Linked DNA regions of Triticum aestivum: region 2 is linked to region 1. A link is a contact called in public Hi-C data. All regions are on one chromosome and are shown on one strand. The core of a region is the stretch at or near the end of the contact, and the rest is flanking DNA. Distances in the headings are between cores, read along the strand shown.

The links. Hi-C and Micro-C count contacts between places; a contact is called where the count stands out from the background.
Region 2: a Hi-C map of leaf shows a contact between it and region 1, with 2.2 times the contacts expected there. The contact joins the enhancer-like site here to the promoter of LOC123080593 in region 1. A contact is called at or near these places in 2 of 5 Hi-C or Micro-C datasets (both in leaf).

Annotation. Positions count from the first base shown.
Region 1 is chr3D:574,368,957-574,376,925 of IWGSC CS RefSeq v2.1, reverse strand. It overlaps LOC123080593, which reads left to right and starts at 3,413. Exons shown (of 5, transcript XM_044503529.1): 1 at 3,413-3,995; 2 at 4,849-4,958; 3 at 5,039-5,410; 4 at 6,043-6,733; 5 at 7,673-7,969. The coding sequence starts at 3,764. The coding sequence ends at 7,749.
Region 2 is chr3D:574,546,082-574,554,050 of IWGSC CS RefSeq v2.1, reverse strand. No RefSeq gene overlaps it. Among protein-coding and RNA genes, the nearest start is that of LOC123080594, 5.4 kb to the left of the region's middle. Within about 2 kb of position 2,705, at least 2 of the 8 cell types and tissues checked have an H3K27ac peak or open chromatin away from gene starts, as enhancers often do. A contact at or near this core is called in leaf, where this site is marked.

The DNA of each region.
Region 1 (7,969 bases), core at 2,164-4,663:
GAAATCCTTCCTGCTACCTCTTGAGCTTGCGTTGGTTCTTCCCTTGAAGAGGAAAGGGTGATGCAGCAAAGTAGAGTAAGTATTTCCCTCAGCTTTTGAGAACCAAGGTATCAATCCAGTAGGAGACAATGCACAAGTCACCGAATACCTGCACAAACAATCAACAACTTGCACCCAACGCGATAAAGGGGTTGTCAATCCCTTCACGGTTACTTGCAAAAGTGAGATCTGATAGAGATAGATAAACGGTAAAGTAAATATTTTTGGTATTTTTGGTTTATAGATCGGAAAGTAAAAGATTGCAAAATAGTAGATCGGAAACTAGTATGATGTAAAAGAGACTTAATATGATGGAAAGAGACTCGGGGGCCATATGTTTCACTAGTGGCTTCTCTCAAGATAGAAAATATTACGGTGGGTGAACAAATTACTGCCGAGCAATTGATAGAAGAGCGCATAATTATGACGATATCTAAGGCAATGATCGTGAACATAGGCATCACGTCCGTGTCAAGTAGACCGAAACGATTCTGCATCTACTACTATTACTCCACGCATCGACCGCTATCCAGCATGCATCTAGAGTATTAAGTTCATAAAGAACAGAGTAACGCATTAAGAAAGATGACATGATATAGAGGAATTAACTCAAGCAATATGATGAAAACCCCATCTTTTTATCCTCGATGACAACAATACAATACGTGCCTTGCTGCCCCTACTGTCACTGGGAAAGGACACCGCAAGATTGAACCCAAAGCTAAGCACTTCTCCCATTGCAAGAAAAACCAATATAGTAGGCCAAACTAAACCGATAATTCGAAGAGACTTGCAAAGATATTAAATCATGCATATAAGAATTCAGAGAAGACTCAAATAATATTCATAGATAATCTGATCATAAATCCACAATTCATCGGATCTCGGCAAACACACAGCAAAAGAATATTACATCGAATAGATCTCCAAGAACATCGAGGAGAACATGGTATTGAGAATCAAAGAGAGAGAAGAAACCATCTAGCTACTAGCTACGGACCCATAGGTCTGTGGTAAATTACTCACGCTTTATCGGAGAGGCAATGGTGTTAATGTAGAAGTCCTCCGTGATCGAATCCCCCTCCGGTATGACGCCGGAAAAGGTCCCTAGATGGGATCTCACGGATACAGAAGGTTGCGGCGGTGGAAAAGTGGTTTCGTGGCTCCCCCGGATGTTTTCAGGGTATAAGAGCATATATAGGCGAAGGAACTAGGTCAGGAGACCCACGAGGGGCCCATGAGGCAGGGGCGCGCCCTACCCCCCTTGGCGCGCCCTCCACCCTCGTGGCCGGCTCGTGGCGTCTCCGATTTCATCTCCAAGTCTCCTGGTTTGCTTCTGGTCCAAGATAGATCATCGCGAAAGTTTCATTTCGTTTGGACTCCGTTTGATATTCCTTTTCTGCGAAACTCTAAAACAGGCAAAAAAATAGAAACTAGCATTAGGGTCTAGGTTAATAGGTTAGTCCCAAAAAATAATATAAAATAGCATATAAATGCCTATTATAACCATCCAAAACAGATAATATAATAGCATGAAACGATCAAAAATATAGATATGTTGGAGACGTATCATATCTCCAGAAATCATACGAGACATAGCAAGAGCCATCAGGTCCGTATTCGTTAGGAGGGAACGGAGACCAGAAAAAGCAGAACCGCCGAGAGTAGCCCGCGGTGAGAGAGCTACGTCGCGATTCGTCGCACGGTAGGGAGATCGTGCGAGTAATCAAATTGTTACTCACCGGCTGGAACGAACCGCATTGCTCATACTTGTCCAAGTAGTACGGTGCTACCATGGGATGTAAGAACAGTGGCATGCACGTTAAGTCGACAACCACGCGCCACCTAACATCTCATCCACCCCTCACACCTCCAAGTGACCGCAACTCCATCGGCCACACGAGATCCACCTCCTCCCTGTGACGCTCGCTAATGTGATTTTCACTTTCTTGCCAACGCTAATGTTGTTGACCTCCTCGTTGTCTTGGGCTATTGCCAAAGAAGGCTCGCCCTTCGAGATGAGGCTACTCGAGCCTGGCGCCTTGAACTGCTCCACCACCTGTGCCTGCAGCTGATTCCTCAGGTCCTCGCATGCCTTGACATGATGTAGTTTTTAAGTGTGGGCTCTCGAAGACGTCTGGCTTGGAGATGACAAACATAACAATAGTATGGTGAAGTTGAGAAAATGCAACAACACATGTTTTTTCCTTGGACGTAAAAATCATTGAACCGGAGCACCGTGATGCTATGAGTTTCTATTTTCTTAGATAGTATATTGATTCCAAATTGGAGTTAATTGGTGCGGGCATAAGATTTGCAACCAAGCAAGGACCAAAAAGAAAACAAAGGCTACAAAGAAGAAAGACAACATTAGGCTATTTTGTCAATGCAAACGGGCATGTCATGTCATTTGAATCTCAGAGGCCATCTTCATCTGCGACGGCCGGAGGTGTTGTCGCAGAAGATTTGAGCACCTTGCCGCTTCCACAAATTCCAGACAGTATACGTGGCTATAACATTGAGCATGTCTCTGTCGCTTCGTACAAGCTATGAATGCACCCTCTCCCACCAGCTCGACAAATTAATGTTGAATGTAAAGGCTAGGGAAAGCCCGGACAATGGAGCAGAGCACACATGTGGTAGCCAAATCTCTTTGTAGAAAGAAAATCATGTCTCAAGTGCGAAGTAGGCTCCAAGACTTTGTCACCGAATTAATGGATGGATAGCTAATGCACTCACCAACCTTCCTTGGTGTAAACAAGATCGGTCCTTATAAACGGCACACTCCTTCGGGGCGTCTACTTGTAGCCTCTGACCATGTTACCAAGATAGGTAGTACAAAGAACCAAACAAACACGGCGGGAGTCGAGGCCCCCGAGCCAGAGAGCACTGAAAACAAAACAATGTGGATTAGCCAATCAATCCCTTATGGAATAAGAATGTGAGGCATATGGGAACACATGATCTCCAGAAACCATACGGGGCATACCAAGAGGAAAAGGGCCCGTATTCGTTAGGAGGAAACGGGCACCAGAAGAGGTCGAAGCCCGAAGAGTATCCCGTAGCGGGAGAGATGCACTGGGATTTTTGGCACGGTGGCAAGATGGCGCGAGTGATCAAGCCGTTATTCGCCGGCTAGAACAAGCTGCACTGCTTACACTTGTCCAAAAAACGGAACCAGCCAAAAAACCTAGGCGACAAAGCCCACCACTGAAGAAAAGCACCAAAAGCGCGAGCAAAACACAAAATTAGCCCGCACTTACGCCGGCGCAAAGCAAACCATAATCCCATATTCCGATCCGATCGCCCACTAGTCACGCCCCACTGAGCTAACCCAGCGTACTACTCCGACTGTACCAGCTGGAAGAGCAGTAGCGTTCCGTTCGCTCGTCCACCAGCGACGCGAGTAAAGTCGCTCGCCCCCCTCCCAACCGCCGCTCCCACCAGCAGCTCGTGCTCTCCGATTAACCTCGCCTCGCTGCGGTTTACCTCTCACTTTCTCCCACCTTCCTCGCCCACCGCACCGCGTCCTCCCCGTCGCCCCCTCCTTAAGCAAGCCACCGACGGCGGCCGCGGAGCAGGGGACCCGGACCACCACCCCCACCACCTAGCAGCAGCAGCCAACCACTGAGGTACCCGGCAGGCAGGCAATGTCCCTCCTCTCCTCGGCGAGGGCGGCGGCGGCGGCGGCCGGCGGGGATGCGTGAGATCGCGGCCCGGGCGCATGGGGAAGGAGGCCGGGGACCAGCGCCAGCGCCCGCCCGACGGGGGCGCCGGCGGAGGCGGCGCCGAAGGTAGCGGGCGATGCGGGTGCGGAGGGGCGGTGCGGCTGCAATGCGTGGCGGCGCTCGTGCTGGGCGCGGCCGTGCTGCTCTCCGCGCTCTTCTGGCTGCCGCCCTTCGCGGGCCGCGGCGGGAGGGGGCCGGAAAGCGCGTCGGATCCCTTCGCCGTCACAGGTCAGTCAGTGCGGGATCTCCCCTCCGGATCGGCCGGCATTGCCAGATCTCGCCTCGGTTTCCGCTGCTACCGGCTGCCGGCCCGGCTTGCGTTTCGTCCGTACGGCCCCGCGCGCCTCTGGATCTGGCTGTACGGACCGGACCGCGGCGGCTGTCGGTGGAGTTTTTGAATCCATCGGCTGCGGGGAGAGTGGTCTGCTAGTATGACTTGTTATTCTCACCTGCTAATTTTAGACTCATCTGGCTGGTTCCTTGATCCGCGCTGCTTTTGGGAATTGAGTAGGTTGAGAAACGTCCACAGTGAATTTGCTACAGTCAGTACGGATGCCTGCCGTCCCGGCGTCCCCAAAAGCTTTGACCGATTCGGTTCGATGCCAGTCATGTAGTATTTGGTTTTGATTTTGCCATGATTTTGTACCGTTGTTAGTCCACATAGTTAATTTTTCATCTGGCTGTAGAATTATCGGTGGTGAAAGCTACTTGAGCTGCCAAAGTGATGGAGTTGCTGTCACTTCCTGTTTCGTGTTGTTGCAACAGCTGTGATGAAGGATTGAGCAGTAGTTGATTACTGCTCATGAATTTTAGGCGTGATATATTCCCACACAATATATTGCTGTCCATGAATTTTAGGTGCGATCTATTCCCAAACGATATATGAATCCTCTCCAGTGGGCTAAAGCAAGAACTTTGACCTCCAATGGATCCTTGCCAATTTTAGGTGGCACTATTGGAGGGTCACGGTTCCAATTTAGTTTAAGCACATGCGGTGATCACTGTTCTTTGTTTTATTGGGTAAGAGTACCAGATGTATTGATGTATGAATGTATCTAATGAAACTGTTTTTTTTTTCCAGATGATATAGTGGCAAGTTTTAGGCTGCAGAAGAATGTTTCCGAGCTCAGGGGAAACCTGTCCAAGCTCGTATTGGACATCTATGCGGAAGTCGGCGTCCCTAACTCCATTGTATGCCCCACCACATCTTTTATTTCACTTTATTGATACGTTCTTCCACAAGTGTTGACTGATGCTTGATGCAAACACAGGTGGCTGTGGATTTACTGCATCCATTAGCTGGATCGAACTGGACAAATGTCATCTTCAGCATTGTGCCTTATCCAAAGAATTCGACTATATCATCAATGGGGTTGAGCATTATTAGGTCATCTTTCATGTCCTTGGTTGTGCGGCAGTCAACACTCCACTTGACCAAGTCCATGTTTGGGAATTCATCATCCTTTGAAGTGCTTAAATTCCCTGGAGGAATAACAATAATTCCTCCGCAACATGCTTTTCCTCCTGAAACACTCCATGCAACTTTTAATTTTACTCTGAATTTCCCAATCTACAAAGTGCAAGACAGAACTGATGAATTAAAGGATCAAATGAAGAAAGGGCTACTACTCAATTCTAATGAGGTTAGTGATTCATTCTGGTCCTGTTGACCTGTTCCTTCTTTGTCCATCACAATCATCGATTTATTTATATGTCTGAAGGATCTGGGTATTTGTTTGTTTCTTTATGTAGTTCTTGCATTTACAACTGTATGTAATACAGTCCACACATCCAAACTTTTAGTTGTGTGATATCTTGTTCTGTTTTTGATTTCTGTAAGACATCGGTGTCTTTTGCACATATTACTTTGCAGGGCATGCGTGCAAATGCAGCCCTATGAGTATGAGAGATCCTTCATGCAGTAGAACTTATAGGATTGTGTGATATAATTATCATTCCATGTATTTAGCAAGCATCACGTGGATTGGAAACTGGTTGTTATGCTTAGTTTGGTACCATATAGTGTTCTAAAAAACACATGCTAGCAAGTCTATGTTTCTCATCTTAACACAAAGCTATCTCATTCTCTAATCTTCGAATGCATTTCTCCCATTCTTGTGTCCCACTCTACTAGACACAATGAAAAAAGAATAGGGCTGGGAGCCTGAGACTTCAATATATATCAGAAATTTTATTGTGCAAAAAGTTGGTGTGTAGTAGCTTACATTGCCCTGCTTTTTCTTCCTTAATTGAATTGTGATATTGTGCATTGCAGAATCTTTATTTCAAATTGGGAAATTTGCAAGGATCAACAATTCTTCCTCCAACAATTGTTGAGACCTACATTGTTCGTGTTGTTGGGAATCACCAGCCATCTGTACCAAGGATGAAGCAGTTGGCCCAAACAATTACTAATTCATCTAAAGGGAACCTTGGTCTGAACCACACCGTATTTGGCAAAGTAAAGCAGATAAGCCTTTCCTCCTATCTTAATCGCTCTTTACATAGCAGGGGCAGTTCTGATGCACCTAGTCAAGCACCAATGCAACATCATGGTCATCACGGCCATCATCACCATCACCATGGTCATGAAAGCAACAGGCATTTGGCTCCTGCTCCTCTCCCTGTACATACACCCAGATATGTTGCTCCACCTCCATCTGGGTGTCCATATGGCAACAGGGCAAAGAGCAGGGTTCCTGTGGCGCCAGCTGCTGAGCCTGTAGCCAATGATCACCGTTTTACTCATCCTGCCGCTTCACCACCTCATCCATTATCACCTTCTTCTGTTCGTCATCCTCCACGTGATCCTAATATGCACAGTAGACCTCCCGTTCCGTCCCCTCCAGTTCTTCCAGAGCCGCCTTTGCCCAGTGTTTCTTTTAGTCATGCACACCCTCCAAGTGAGCATGGGACAGGAACCGGTCCTTCTGCTGGAATGTCTGTGGCCCCTGCACCGCATTCATGTGAGTTCTTTTCCCCTCTTTATTTTCCCATAATTGTCAGTGATTGTTATTTCCAAAAGACTCATTGTAAAATACATGCAAAGGAAGTAAAACATTGTCCAAAGGGGTAACTATTTGACTGATACATACTCAGAGGAGGATTTTGACGCTTCATCCAAGTTTTAGTTGTTCTAGTCATATATCTGCTCCTGTGGGTAATACAACAAGTCCTGTTCTAGTCATATATCTGCTCCTGTGGGTAATAATACAACAAGTCCTGTTCTAGTCATATATCTGCTCCTGTGGGTAATAATACAACAAGTCCTGTTCTAGTCATATATCTGCTCCTGTGGGTAAGACAATAAATCCACTTCATTTGGTTGGTACCTTATCAGTATTGATCTTAGTGCCCAACTGATAAGTTGGATCAATTTTTTTCCAAGGCTTTCTTTCTGTTGATTTATTCCCCGTGCGTTTATACCGCTGCCAGGTAATTTGAGTTCCAAGATGAGCTCACAGTTTGTTGAGATGAATTTAATTATTTCAAAATAACCTAGAGCAAAGATAACAGTCAAATTGAACATTTCATTTCTGGATTTTGGCTTTCCATCTGTAATATCTCGTGTGCATTTTGAAATATGTTTGACCTACTATGCCATTTATGGTTCGTTTCTTTAGTACTCCCTCCGTCCCATAATGTAAGATATTTTTTGACACTACACTAGTGTGGAGTAGTTTATTACTGGGTATTTTTCTTGGATAGCTATGGATCGGTATTTGTATCCAGCTATTGATAATTCCGTTAAGATGCCACTGTCCCACCTAGCCTAGAGTATATTTTCCGGTCGATCAAGCAGTCTTTCGTTTTTTGCATGCCTACCTCATGTAGCATTTTTTTCTCCGAAGAATCATGTCCTCGTTTTCACTAACTATCTTGTCCCATTGACCTACACTATGCAGCTAATGCTAGCCGGAGGCTCTCCTGTCAGTGGGTCCTGGTACCCCTCATATATACCCTGCTTTGGAGCCTACTATGACAGAAGAGAACCCGCGGCTAACCAGACAATTCGAAATAGAGATTTTCCAAGATAGAGGACAAGGCGCCTCTCGGTTTTCTTCTTTTCCGGTTTACTACAGCCGGCCGGGCGAGTGGTGAAGCACAAGGCAGCACCCCCCTTGCCTCAGGCACGCTGTCGTTTGTTATACGTACTTGTTAGTGGGATGTAAATATGGATGGGTATAAGGCAAGTAAGCAAG
Region 2 (7,969 bases), core at 1,456-3,955, 180 kb before region 1:
GTGTTTTCCCAAAAAAAATCAGTAATTCAAACAAAATAAAAATATGTTCATAAATGCAAAAGGTGTTTAAGTTTTCAAAAAATATTCTTGTTTTTCTAAATTGTTCAGAATTTCAAAAAATGTTCCTGTTTCTAAAACTTTTTTAAATTAAAAAAATGTTTGCACTTTTTTAAAAAGTTTACATTTTACTCGTGTTGTTTAGAAAACATTCTTATTTTCAAGAAATACTTTCCTTTGAAAAAATTATTTAGAGTTTTCCAAGAATAGTCCAAAATTTCAATAGTGTTCGGATCTACCAGGGAATATAGTTCTCAAACTTTCGTGTTGTGTATTTGTCGCGCTGTCAGGTCAACTAGTTTCTTTGCCCGCATACACTCATCTGGTCTAGAGTTCGTATCGTGTTGGAGGAACGCCTTTTCTTGGACTTTACACCGTGCAAGTACAGGTCGCAGTGGCCCGCCTAGTCGAGGATTCTGCCCATGTGTCATTGCCCTATTTGTCGCAAAATGCAACATATATGAGCTCCCATTATTACGCCTGCCTAGTAGCCACCAAAGCTGGCCAAACGGGCTGGGCCAACAAGGCCACACCACGAGCACGCCCGCATGGCCCGCCATGGGCCAGGCACGGCATGCCTTGGGGTATGCCTGCACTTGGAGGCTGGGCACGCGGGCCGGCAGGGCACTCGAGCCGGCCTGGCACAGCCTGTTTATTTACTTTTTATTTTTTTAGATTTTTTCTAGGTATGTTCTAAAATCCAGCCCAATAGGCCTAAGAAACAGCACGATAGGCTGCAAAATGTGCAGTCTAGCATGCTAAACATGCCATGGGTTGCCCCGTTTATTAGCTAGGCCGTGCCTGGGTTGGAGGACACAACACACGGGCTGGAATGACACGGCCCGTCTAATAACTGTGCCATGGCGAGCCGTGCCGTGCAGGCCCGATTAGGGCGGGCCTGGTCGTGCCGGCAAGTATGGCCAGCTCTGATAGCCACAACTTATCTGTTGACGTCATATTACTTTTGTTTTTATTTTTTCTTCCTTTTTTATTCATAATTTTATTTTACTTTTTTTAATTTATTTAAACTTCCAATTATTCTAAATGTATATATGGAAAAAATGTTTTACATAAATTATAAGAAATATTGATCTTGTATTTAGAAAATGTTAAACGTGCATATAAAAATGTTTTTGATGTATAAGAAAGATGTACAACTGTGAATCAAAAAATGTAGAAAATGTTAATCATGTGTGTGAAAAAAATTCATCATGTGTACGAAAATGTTTATACATTGTAAAATATAAGTTCATGTAATTAAAGCAATGTTTCATACACTAAAACATGTAGGTTAGATTTACGAAAATGATCAGAAGTTTCTTTCCTTTATATTTACAAAGATGTTCACAAGTTTCTTTTTTCCCACTAAACGGAAACTTGTTAACATTTTTGAAGATGTAACGTTTTGCAAGTTTCAAAAATGTGTTCAGGAAATTTTTCAAAAAAATGTGTGTACAATGTAAAAAGAGAAGTTTGCATAGTTCAGAAAAATGGTTTTATCAATAAAAAATGTTCAAACCTTTATTAGAACAATAACAGGTATTTGAAAAAAATGTTCAAAACATATTTTTTTAATGAAAAAATGTTAAAAATTTATAAAAAATGCTTTAGACGTATACGAAAAATATACTACGTGTATGAGAAAATGGAGATCAACACGTGACGGGAGTTGCTACCAGTGAAGCGAACTCGTCCACGGACTTATCGTCGTCCATGACCAAGGTCTCATAGTTTCTTAGGGAAGTTTGGAGATTCACTTGCTTGACGTGGGTGTGCCTCTCGAACATGAGCTTCAAAGCATCCCACGCCCCTTTCGTCATTACTTTTGGCGATCAGGTGCTGAAGCGCATCTATCCTAGGTCCTAGCTGGCTCATGGATATCGTCTAGTGGCGAGAATTCGTCGTTGGCCGCGTGGAAGGAGGAGGAAGGAAGAAGGACAAAGGGTAGAAAAGGAAGAACTATAGATGTAGTATCATACACTAGTATCATATGCATGATACTAGTATATGATATTCTCCACTATGACCAGCCTCATTGTGGATTGCATGCATCCAGGAGGACCTTCATTCATGTCTGGACCTGAGCGCAGTCGTGCCTGGATGGGGCGGTGAGGTGCTGCCACTTGTGTGAACGCAGTGGACAAGAGAAGTGTTGACTAATCAACTGTAGTACCAATACAATCTCGCCGACAGCGCCATAAATGAAACGACTATGATCGAGCGAGCCCAACCAAAAATCATTATTGGTGCCGGAGTACGGAGCATACGATACCCATCGCACGCACGGCGCTCATCGTTACCGCATTAACTAATCCCAACTTAATCTTACTACACCCTAACAACAAAATTAACGAGAGACGTTACAACATCACCAGGCTACTCCAAATGAGGCACAGTACGGCGCAACATCACCACGCTCGTGCGTCCCGATCTTCTAGAGTGCCGGAGCAGAGCGGTCAGGTCGGCGGCTGGTGGGTCGCGCCCGCCTACTGCATGGTTCAACCGACGGCGACGGCGGACGCGAGCGTGGCGATGGATGGCGTCTCCCCTCGTCAATCCCCGACAGCGAGCTTCCAACCCCGATCCAGCGACCGCCAGCGACCCGACCTCCCGTCCCGTGCAGCACTTCTCCCCGACCCACCCGCTGACAGGTGGGCCACGGCGAGCCGCGCCCCACGAGGCAGCGGCGCCGTGGCGACGAGGCAGTGGGCTCCTTCATGGCGCTGTTATTCCGTCCGCGCCGCCGGTCGCCGTCGGGCGCGCCCGCTGAGCGAGGGCTCGGTACAGGAGGCTCGTGCACCGGGTCCACGAGCGATTCATCAGCTCACTCTTCCCGCGGTGCACGGGACCTGGCGCCGGGGCGTGGGAGAGTGACCGGACGCTCACGGGCCTCTCCGTCTCCGAGTCCGGCGGTCGCTCACCCGTCCAGCCAGCTGCGTGGAGCCTCTCACAGGATCGGCTGCGCCACCGCATCGGTGCCATCCAACATTCTTTGCTTGTGTTGCGTGGATGATGGATAGGCACGGCTATGCTTTTCCAAAACCAAGTGAAACTCGAGGCTCGGGAGTCGTTACAGATTGATTTGTTTTTTCGTCTGACTCGTGATCGACTTGAAACTAAATGAAATGAGCTGAATATGGACAGTTTACAACATAATCTTGATTTGTATTTAAAGAAAACAGGATAATTTACTATCAAATCAGTCGTGTACAATTTTTCTTCATTTTATCTTGTACTAGCAAACGTGAAAAACTTAACTAAGCGCGAAAACATTTAGGCCTCAATATGTTAAGTGGCCAGCCATGTGTTAAATGCATGTCCTCTTATTTCCTGCTAAAGTTTGAGAGCAGTCATACCTTCGTTTTCTTCTTTTGCTAGTTCATCGATGTTCTCTTTATTTTTGATTTTCTTGGTTGTGACATGTTACATGTAATCAGCGAGTCGGTTGGTCATCAGTAGAAGCACTGTGAAGCACACGAGGCCACTGGCTCGGTTTGGCTTAAAGAACGTGTTGGTTGCGCTAGCATGTGGGGGGTCGACTCAAGGATATAAAATGTTAGATACAATACATCTTTTTAAAGTTCCCATCACAATAGTAAAGTTCTCTACAACTTTACATGGTTCAATTAACGATCAGTATGAGAAGGAGTTGGTTTCTATCATGGCCGTTGATCTTAGACTATTCATTTTGGATACCGAAATACAACTGGCTATTTCATGGTAATGCATATACTAAAGACAAATCAGAAATGTCAATGGAGATTTCTTTATTCTTTCAAACTGTAATCATGCATGCCATTTGCAAAACATAGTTCGGCGCTGCACCTAGTTGCAATGTCACCGTCTACTTCAATTTGCTTCTTCATCTCAACTAGGTTCATTGTATATCCTCTCTTTACATGTCTACTTAATCCGCTATCATCTCATACGGTATTATACAACAACTTTTATGAACCAACTATTCATCCCTCCCATACGGGAGCGGCTAGGGCCAAGCTTCATCCCCTCTAGGCTCCGCCGACGAGCTCATGGACTCGCCTCCTCTCTATCCGTTGATCCGACGGTTAGCGGTGGGGAGGGGAGTCCCAATAAATCCTCTAAGCTCCCACGCATGTTCTTCATCATTTACTTGTTTTGATCCATGTGATAGACAAACTTGAAAATCCTCTCACAATTGTTGTAGTTGTGAATAACATTAAAAGGTTGGCAAGGATGACATATGTATTTCAAACATGATGACGTGCATTTGAGAACAAAATTGGCATGATTGATTCGGTTTTTTTCACATAAGAGCATGCAGCTTGCTGATCCTCAGATGTTAAAATGCCTAGGAAACCTACATGCCAATACTAGTCCGAGACATACAACCTACAACCATGAAATTGCAACATTCAAGATAACATGACAAATGGATTGATTTGCAACCCAACACCCTATAATCAGGACACAATTCCACCTAGCAACACCTAGTTAGTTAACTCCATGATAGCGCTAACAACGTCACCATCCTCAGCCTTGAGCCCTTGCACGCCCTGGATACACGAAGGCTTGCGTCATCACGATCTCGATGTAGTTCTTGTTAACGCTTATGTATAGACCTCCTCGTTGGCCCAGGCTACTACAGAAGGATCACCCTCCGAGACGATGCTACTCGGGCCCAACACCTTGAACTGCTCTACCGCCTATGTCCGCAGCTGATTGCTACGGTCTCCTTCTTCGCATCCTCGAACGTGGTGTTGATCTGTGAGTATCGGCTCTTGCAGACATATGGTTTGGAGATGGCGAACATAAGCCTGCAATGGTGTGGCGAAGTTGAGAAAATGAAACAACATATGTGTTTACCTTGGATGCGAAAGCCAATGAATTCATGCACCATGATGTTGAGATTTTCTATTTGATGGTCTATTTATTTCAAATTGGATTTAGATGATGTGGGGTAAGATTTGCAACCTAGCAGGGAGCAAAAAGAAAAAAAAGGCTACAAACAAGCAGGACAACAGTGGGCTATCCTGTTAACGCAAACATGCATGATCCGTCGATTTTCATCTTGAAGGCAACGTGGAACTACGAGGGCCGGGAGGCGAAGATTCAAGCATTTTCAACTTCCACAAATTGTAGATGGTGTATGAGACTACTACATTGGGTACATCTCTACCTTTTTGTATAGGATCCGAATGCACCCTTCCCACCATCTGGACAAATGTGTGTTGAGTTTAAATGCTATGCTGATCCTGGACAATGGAGCAGAGCACACATGTGTAGCCAAGCCTTGGTCACAAATATTAAGGGATGGATAGCTAATTCTCTCACCAACTTTCCTTAGTGTAAGCATGGCCGACCCTTATAAAACACACACTCCTCAGCTAAACAAACATGATGGGGGTCGAGGCTCCCGAGACAGAGGAACTTCAGATAAATAGTGAGGGTGGATGGATGCAATCCATTATGAAATAAGAATGGGGGGCATATGGAAACACATCATCTCCCAAAATCATATGGGGCATAGGAAAACTGAAAAAACCAGGCATTTGCAAAGAGAGATGGCAGGGGAACACAAACGTGAACACGAAGGAGTGAACATGAGAAGATGAAAACCCTTCAAGAATAGTCCCAAGAAAGAGGGCGACATGTGAAGCATTGCGGCTTGGACTCGAGGAGTTTCAGAAACTAGCGAAGGAGAAAGCGTTGGCTATTGCGAGACACCTTCCTAAGGAACATGACCCCATCGCCTAACGCCTGGTCGGGCTCCCCTCCTCAATCCTCAATTAGTCAATTGACTTCCTCATCAGCTCCAGCGACTACGACGGCCCTCCGGATGCCGATGCATACTACCACCGCTACAAAGACGACAAGGGGAAGGGCTAAGCAAAGAAGTGTCAAAATTTATCCCAATCTATTATCAACTCGTTTCTAGTTTATTGTGCCACATCACTCCTTAGCCTTGGTATGATTTCTGGATCGATCACCTTCTGAAAGATTGCATTGAGGAATGCACATAGCTTCACAATGGCTAATCGGACGTTTTCCGGTAGAAGCCCCCTCAATGCAACCGGAAGCAGTTGCGTCATAATCACGTGGCAGTCATGAGACTTTAGGTTCTGCAACTTTTTCTCTGGCATATTTATTATTCCCTTTATATTCAACGAGAAGCCAGTCGGGACCTTCATACTGAGCAGGCATTCAAAGAAGATTTCTTTCTCTTCTTTCGTAAGAGCGTAGCTGGCAGGACCTTCATGCTGCTTCGGAGGCATGCCGTCTTTTTCGTGCAAACGTTGCAGGTCCTCCCGTGCCTCAGGTGTATCTTTTATCTTCCCATACACGCCCAAGAAGCCTAGCAGGTTCACGCAAAGGTTCTTCGTCACGTGCATCACGTCGATTGAAGAGCGGACCTCTAGCACTTTCCAGTAGGGTAGGTCCCAAAATATAGATTTCTTCTTCCACATGGGTGCGTGTCCCTCAGCGTCATTCGGAACAGCTAGTCCGCCGGGACCCTTTCCAAAGATTACGTGTAAATCATTGACCATAGCAAGTACGTGATCACCGGTACGCATGGCGGGCTTCTTCCGGTGATCTGCCTCGCCTTTGAAATGCTTGCCTTTCTTTCGACATTGATGGTTGGTCGGAAGAAATCGACGATGGCCCAGGTACACATTCTTCCTGCTTTTGTCCAGGTATATACTTTCAGTGTCATCTGAACAGTGCATGCATGCGTGGTATCCCTTGTTTGTCTGTCCTGAAAGGTTACTAAGAGCGGGCCAATCGTTGACGGTTACAAACAGCAACGCGTGCAGGTTAAATTCCTCCTGTTTGTGCTCATCCCACGTACGTACAACGTTTCCATTCCACAGCTGTAAAAGTTCTTCAACTAATGGCCTTAGGCACACATCAATGTCGTTGCCGGGTTGCTTAGGGCCTTGGATGAGAACTGACATCATAATGAACTTCCGCTTCATGCACATCCAAGGAGGAAGGTTATACATACATAGAGTCACGGGCCAAGTGCTGTGATTGCTGCTCTGCTCCCCGAAAGGATTGATGCCATCCGCGCTTAAACCAAACCATACGTTCCTTGGGTCAGCTGCAAACTCAGCCCAGTACTTTCTCTCGATTTTTCTCCACTGCGACCCGTCAGCGGGTGCTCCCAACTTCCCGTCTTTCTTACGGTCCTCACTGTGCCATCGCATCAACTTGGCATGCTCTTCGTTTCTGAACAGACGTTTCAACCGTGGTATTATAGGAGCATACCACATCACCTTCGCAGGAACCCTCTTCCTGGGGGGCTCGCCGTCAACATCACCAGGGTCATCTCGTCTGATCTTATACCGCAATGCACCGCATACCGGGCATGTGTTCAGATCCTTGTACGCACCGCGGTAGAGGATGCAGTCATTAGGGCATGCATGTATCTTCTGCACCTCCAATCCTAGAGGGCATACGACCTTCTTTGCTGCGTATGTACTGTCGGGCAATTCGTTATCCTCTGGAAGCTTCTTCTTCAATATTTTCAATAGCTTCTCAAATCCTTTGTCAGGCACAACATTCTTTGCCTTCCACTGCAGCAATTCCAGTACGGTACCGAGCTTTGTGTTGCCATCTTCGCAATTAGGGTACAACCCTTTTTTGTGATCCTCTAACATGCGATCGAACTTCAGCTTCTCCTTTTGACTTTCGCATTACGTCCTTGCATCGACTATGACCCGACGGAGATCATCATCATCGGGCACTGGTTCCTCTTGATCTTCAGCAGCTTCCCCCCTTGCAGCATCATTGGGCACATCGTCTGGTTCCTCTTGATCTTCAGCAGCTTCCACCGTTGCAGCATCACCGTATTCAGGGGGCACATAGTTGTCATCGTCCTCTTCTTCTTCGCCGTCTTCCATCATAACCCCTATTTCTCCGTGCCTCGTCCAAA